Linked DNA regions of Macaca mulatta: region 2 is linked to region 1. A link is a contact called in public Hi-C data. All regions are on one chromosome and are shown on one strand. The core of a region is the stretch at or near the end of the contact, and the rest is flanking DNA. Distances in the headings are between cores, read along the strand shown. Region 1 holds the start of HMGB1 (high mobility group box 1). Region 2 holds the start of USPL1 (ubiquitin specific peptidase like 1).

What was found. A called contact is a pair of places that touch in the nucleus more often than the background predicts.
Region 2: a contact with region 1 is called in a Hi-C map of fetal cortex germinal zone, with 4 times the contacts expected there. The contact joins the promoter of USPL1 here to the promoter of HMGB1 in region 1. A contact is called at or near these places in 7 of 14 Hi-C or Micro-C datasets (CD4 T cells, blood, cortical neurons and 4 more).

The regions. Positions count from the first base shown.
Region 1 is chr17:10,324,539-10,327,964 of T2T-MMU8v2.0, reverse strand. It overlaps HMGB1 (high mobility group box 1), which reads left to right and starts at 2,163. Exons shown (of 5, transcript NM_001265806.1): 1 at 2,163-2,289.
Region 2 is chr17:10,472,849-10,476,106 of T2T-MMU8v2.0, reverse strand. USPL1 (ubiquitin specific peptidase like 1) reads right to left here and starts at 1,286. Exons shown (of 11, transcript XR_013407854.1): 1 at 1,150-1,286. It also overlaps a transcript of HMGB1 not described here.

The DNA of each region.
Region 1 (3,426 bases), core at 914-3,413:
CTCCACTTTATAGCTGAGAGAATTGAAGCATGGAGGTTTAAAAACTTGCCCAAGATCATACAGCTAGTAAGTAGCAGAGCTGGGATTTGCACCCAAGTCTATTTAATTCCAGTGCCTATTACTCACCATATCATCCTGTCAAAATAGAAACCTTGTGTGGGTCCACTGCTCTCAAGATGTCCTGTGGCCATAAATGCACCCTGGCAGGAGCAAGCTGGTATAGACAACCAGTCAAGTGGATGGCCGTGCCAGTACAAAACCAACACTGATCCTGGAAAATACTGATAGTGCCATATTCAACTAATCATCAAATTTTAATATCATGGATGCCATTGAAAGTATCTTAATCATTCTCATGAATATTTTGTAATATGAGACATTGAGATGATAAGACAGTATTGAAATACATATCTAGATTTAAATGAAATATAAAATTTGAGTGATTAGTAGAGGGAAGCAGAGGATAGTAAATATGTGTGAAAATAACATAAAAGTTAACTTTAGATATATTCTCTTTAAACACTGCATGTGCAGTATACCAATTTATATCCTCTTTAATATTATAGTCTTTTTCATGTGCGTGTGTGATATATTGTCCATTCACTGAGACTATAATCCCTGAGACCAATAGTATATTTTCTTTTAAAAAAGAAATCAACATTAAAACAGGAAAGGTTATCTAAGCTTACTCTTAAGTAGTTTAATACATTTGAGGAAATAAATTAGGTTAGGGATGCTTATAAGCAATACAGAAAATCAAATTAACACGACGTAGGTGATTTATTCCAACTTTGATCTGTTACATTTGGAGGAATTGGCTGTTGGATTTAGAAGTGCACAAAATACCATTAGAGAGTGAAAAAAAGGGAAGTCTGTTATAACCGAATAGGGGCGTGGTCTGCTCAGGCTAAAAGGAATAGATAGTAGTTTCATAAAGGACTGATATAACTGTAGAGTCTTCAGAACTGGGCACTACAGCCCGCACATTTTCTCTACAGACGTAAGTATGTCTATTAATACCAGTCAGCTTGGTGAGTTAGAGAAACCATAGCCTGTGGATTTGGGCACATGCACTCTCTGCCTGCATCTAATCCTTCGGGTAACCGTATACCTACAACTCCAGTAATCCTAGAGCGGTTACATGGATGCACTAAGTGGTGTGATGGGAGGGAAAGATAGCATCACAAGGATTCGTTTGATTATAACAGTAATCCACACCAAGCCAAATAAAACAGCCAAACAGTTTAGAATGTGGTCTCTAATGAATTTGCTAATTCTACCAGGGCCTCACAAACATTTCCTGCTAGAGTACCCCATATCAAAACGAAGTGGCTGTTCTTTAATTACATGGAATAATTATTTGATTTCCAGGAAGTTAAGACAGTGCTTTGTATTTAAATAAAAAGTTCTAGACATGCTGTGAAACTCGATCAAACCAAGAAAAAGGGTGAAACTGAATGCCTGCTCAGTGACTCAAGATTTCAGCTGCTCAGCGAGCCTGACGTGACGGCTTATGAGCCCAGAAAAGGGGCATTTTAAACCCGGCTGGTTGGATCATGTCACTTTCTTACAGAAGCCCTGCCTTTCCAGAGACCTCAAGTGTAACGCAATCAGAGACCTTTGAGGGGCTAGAGGCTCGGCGGCTTCCGCCCCTCGGCACCAGCAGAGACCCCCGTTTTCAGGGGACATGACCCCATAGTGTCCCCCTCACTTTTTAAGGGCCATTAAAAGCCTGGGGCCTCTTATCTCAACGGCTTTGGGCGTGAATGTGGGGCAAGAGGGGGGGGGAGACCTGTGGGTGTCTCTTTTGCCTGAGGAGTTGGAGACACTTGTGGAAAAGTCAGGCCCTTTTCGCTCCGGCGGCCGCTCCGGTGTGGGGCTGGCTTGGGTTAGACACATGCACACATACACCATAGAGCTCTGCTTTCCCGTAGCAGCTGCTGCCTCTGCCTCTGCCTCTCCCGCCTCAGCCTCTTTGCCCGGCATACACACACATTCAGATTTGCGCGCTGTTTCAATCCTTGATGACGTGTCCCCGGAGACAGCCAATAGCAAACGGGCTCTGGTCAGGACAATGGGAGGTATCGGGCCAATGAGCGAGCCCCGTGAGTTGGCGGTAGCCAATAGGAGCCGCGCTGGCTGGAGAGTAATGTTACAGAGCGGAGAGAGTGAGGAGGCTGCGTCTGGCTCCCGCTCTCACAGCCATTGCAGTACATTGAGCTCCATAGAGACAGCGCCGGGGCAAGTGAGAGCCGGACGGGCACTGGGCGACTCTGTGCCTCGCTGAGGGTGAGTCTGGGGCAGCGCCGCGGCGGGGAGAGCGCCTCCGGCAGCTCCCCAGCCCGCGCGACGGCCGGATCCCCGCGGCCGGGAGCCGGCGGGTCAGGATCCACACAAAGGCAAATGAGGGGGGACCGTGGGGGGAACTGCGCACGGAGCGAGCCTCTGCCCGGGCGCCGGGAACGCTGCCCCGCGCCGGAGCCCCGGCCCTCAGGCAGCCTGAGGCGCCGGGAGCCCCGCGCCCCGCGAGTTTCCACCCCCGGCGGCGTCCGCGCTGACTGGCGCAAAAAAAAAAAAAAAAAAAAAAAAAATTTTTTTTTAATTAAAAAATTTTTGAACGTGTTTTGGGCCCTCGGGCCGGGCGTTCGGGCGGGCGGCGTGCGCGGAGCGCGGCCGGGGCGGCGGGGCCGGCGCGGCTCGGCGGCGGGAGGGCAGCGGCGGCGCTTCCCCGGGCTGCATTGGCCGTCGCCGCAGCGAGCCAGGCGCCAGCGGGGAGCGCGGCCGGTCGGGCGGGCGGCGGGGCGGGCGGGGCGCCGCGGCGGGCGAGGGCGGCGCGGGGGCCCGGGGGCGGCAGTGCGGGCCCGGCCGGCCTCGGCCCGGGCGCGGCGGCGGCGGCGGCCGGGCGGCGGGGGGAGCGGCGCCGCTGCGCTCGCTGGAACATGGCTGACTCGGGCCCGGCGCTGCTGGCTGGAGAGAAAACAAGGCGGGCGGGCGGGGGAGCTGGGCGCAGCAGTTCCGAGGCAACTTTTTTTTTCCTCTCTCTTTTCACAGCCCCGCGTTCCCCGTGCGGGGGCGGCGGGGCGCGCGGCCCGCGCGGAGGGAGACGGGGAGTGGCGGGCGGGTGGGCCCTCGGGCGGCCCCCACCGCGGCGGGGGGAGGGGAGCGGCGCGGAGGGGAGGGCCCGGCCGCGCGCCCCCCCCCCCTCCCCCGGCCGTAATGGCCGAGTGTGTGCGCCAGAGCGCGGCGCGCACCCCGCCCGCCGCCGCCGCCGCGCCCGCACCCTCGCACTCACACTCACACACACTCACACACACACACACACACACACACACAAAGGGAAGGAGCCATATTCTCGCTCGCGCTCGCCCTCGCGGCGGCGGCGGCGGCGGCGCAGGCGGGGAAGACGCGCAGCGGCCATTCCGTGCG
Region 2 (3,258 bases), core at 37-2,536, 150 kb before region 1:
TTAAATACAAAATCCTGGGGTGGATTTTACAACTTAATTTGACCCTAAGTAGCTGCTCTTCTTCCCTTCAAAAACAATCTGCTCCTCCTTCCCATATCTCACTTAAATGTGGGCGTCTCCATCCTTCGAAACACACAGGCTAGAAAGTCTGAGTTGTTCCCTATTCCTTATTTCCCTCACAGTAAGTCACCAAATTCTGTGGACAGTTCTGTGGAAAGGTCTCAAATCTCTACCTCTTTCCCTTCCATATCACTGTCAAAATGATGTCCCTGTAAGGTAAGTCTAAGCCTGTCAATGCTTAGCTTAAAATTCTCTATTTACTCCAGCCTGATTACAGCAAAGTCCGTCAAAACAGCCCAATATAACCTAGAGGTAGTACTATGACCTAAAGCTCACTGTACTGTGAAAACAACCCAGCTTTCCAGTTCTATTTTCCTCAGCTCTACTTCACCCCCAGCATCTTTCTTCTAATATCCACTTTTCATACTTCTGTGGGCCACTTATACTCCAGAAGCCTTAATGTGAATTATTAGCCAAGCATGAACCCAGTTATATAGCACAATGAACGTGTCAAGCTGGCCCTGGGAATCGTAACAAGTATGCAATTAAACTTAATTCACACTCCTGTGTGCAAAATGGAGAAACCCAGGGAAACAGCTGTTCGAAGAGGGGGCCTTATACCCACCCATTTGAGCTTGCCTTCCGAGAGCGAGTAGGCTCGGCACGTGAACCGTCAAGAGCGAGGCCACAACCCACCTGGAAGCCGAAGAACAGGGTCGGCTTTCTGCACCCAGCTCTGTCTGGTACCAAACCCAACTATTTTGAATCAGAGACGAACAGGACCAAAGGAGGGAAGTTTCAACACCCAACCTAAGAAGCCCCAAGAGGCGCAGGGTCCGTTAACCCTGCCCAACTCCACGCTCCTTGGAAAACGAAAACAAACTCTGGTTTCTCTTCAGCGTTCACCTCTCTGAGCCCAAACGGATCTGTAAGTCCAACTCTATACCTTAATCATCAATCTTTCCCACTTGAACCCCGTCCCAGCCTAGCCCATCCTTTCAGCGCGCCGACTACCCCATAGGTCATCACAGCTCTGTCTCTTTTCCCAATTTCGAGAGCGGAAAGAAACCCCTCCCTCTTCTCCGTTACCTGCCGCGGGCACTCCCCTTCTTGGTACCGGGTCGATCGGAACTCCTGTTCCAGCTTGATTTCCACCCTAGTTGCAACGTTCAACCCACGTTCCCCGCGGACTGCTCCTCCCCCACTCGCGTTTCCACTAGGAAGGCGGCTTCCGGCTTCAGTCCGCGGCAAAAGAGTCCTCCTTCCTGCTGCACGCAGGGCCTGAAAGAACGGAGGCGCGGCGGGGAAGGTGAAGACGTGAGCACTTCCGGTCGCGCTCCGCAGAGGCGTGGCTGTCCGCCCTGTGGCCGCAGACGCAGTTGCGACTGCGGCGACGAGCAGGGGCGGGGCCGGTGGTTGCTGAGCCCGCCATGTGTGAGTGGCTGGGTTTGGGGAGGCGACGTTTCTGGAAGCTGCTGGAAAGCGCCCGAGTGGCGGAGGTGGCGCCAGCGGCCAGGGGGTGGGGCGTGATTAAAACTAGTGCGCGGCCTGCTGCGGAGGGATTACGCTGAGGAAAGAGACCGGCTTCTGCGTCGCTGTTCCGTGGTCCGCGCGAGCGTGATCGGGAGCCGCTGGGCCCTGGGGTGACCCGCGGAGGTGGGAGAGGGAAGGGCTCCCGAAGCCGGCGGAGGTGCCATGGAGCCTCTCCGCCGGCGTGGCCTTCACAGCTGGGTCGCGCTGGGCATCCGTAGTCCGCTCTCCCAAAGCCTCGGTGGAGCCGAAGCTGCCACAGAGTGCATGTTCACAAAGGGTCATCACACACGGAGCTGCCCCTCCCTGTCTCCCTAGAGCCCATCTTCGAGGCCAGGGGCTTTTCTACCAGGATTCTGGGGTGTTTCTCCTCCTTTCCTCCCTCCCAGATCTTCTCACGGTAAGGGGAGCAGCGAAAGCACAGGGACTTTGCATTCCACGACCCGTTCTGACTAGTCAGCAGCCGTTCTGTCCCTGCTGCACTAATTCCAGCTGCCCTGCCTTGTTTTAACTTCAGAGAAAGGGGGAATTCTCATTTGATAAGTTTAAGCCTCTGCTTTCGTAGGAAGGTCATGTGGCTTAAGGGACATCGTGACCGCGTATGCTATTTCTGCCTGTGCATTCTAAATCTTGGGGGCAGCATATTCCAGAAGTCCTTTTGGTCGATTGGTTATGTGTCCTAGGATAACATTTTGTAGTTTCAGACCATTTCTTTACAGACTAACCACAATTGGTATTTTGGAGTGTGGGGTTTTTTAGTCGTCTCAAACTAAATGATTATATTCTGGAATAATGCTGATAATTTGGGTAGGGTGGTATGGAGGAAACAAGTCTCGTGTAGAATAAATTATTTAGTAAGAAGGATTTTAGTTTTTGGTACTTCTGAATGCAAATGGCCAAGGAATCCAGCAGAGTTTGTTGGGGTTTCTCCAGACAAAAATAGGCTGGTTAGTTTACCTTTTTCTGTTGCTTTACTAGATTATTAATGTATTTGTATATTTAAGATCTAGCTAGTTAGGTTTTTATGAATTGTGATTAAAATTGGAGAAAGTAGTACTTCCTCCTGAATAGCCAAAACTCAGAGGGTTGTTTTCTTGCTCACCACTGCTACTTCCATTTTTAGAATGGAATACACTATTTGTAAAAAACAGACTAGCTGAGTGTTAACTCATAAATTGAACAAAACAATTGGTTCAGTTAAAATATAGCTGAAATTGTAAGACTGCAAAATAACATCACCAAACTGAATTATATTTTTTAAAACATTGTTGTCTGCAAAGTTGAATTTTAGTCTTTTAGTGTAAATTTGATACTTTTTCAGAAAAATAATTAGTAACAGAAACAAAATGGAGGTGGGGCTTGAGTTGTAAAGAGAAAGGAAAGGATTTTAGTGTGTTCTGTGTTTTCGCTGTAGAGCTTTTTCCCCTTGTAAAAGGTAGTACGAGACTCACAAGATAAAGAGAAGAACTTGGATACAGGAGATCAGCAGAGATTGACTAGAAAACCCCTTTCGTTTATATTACAGAGTAATGGTCCAAGTTGAGAATAGTGTATACATATCTGCTTATTCCTATATATTTGAAATGCTTTTATTACATATCCTGGTCCTAGACAGAGTGCAGTACCTTCCAGTGGGATTAAAGCTCATTGCCTCCATCCGCTTGTGAG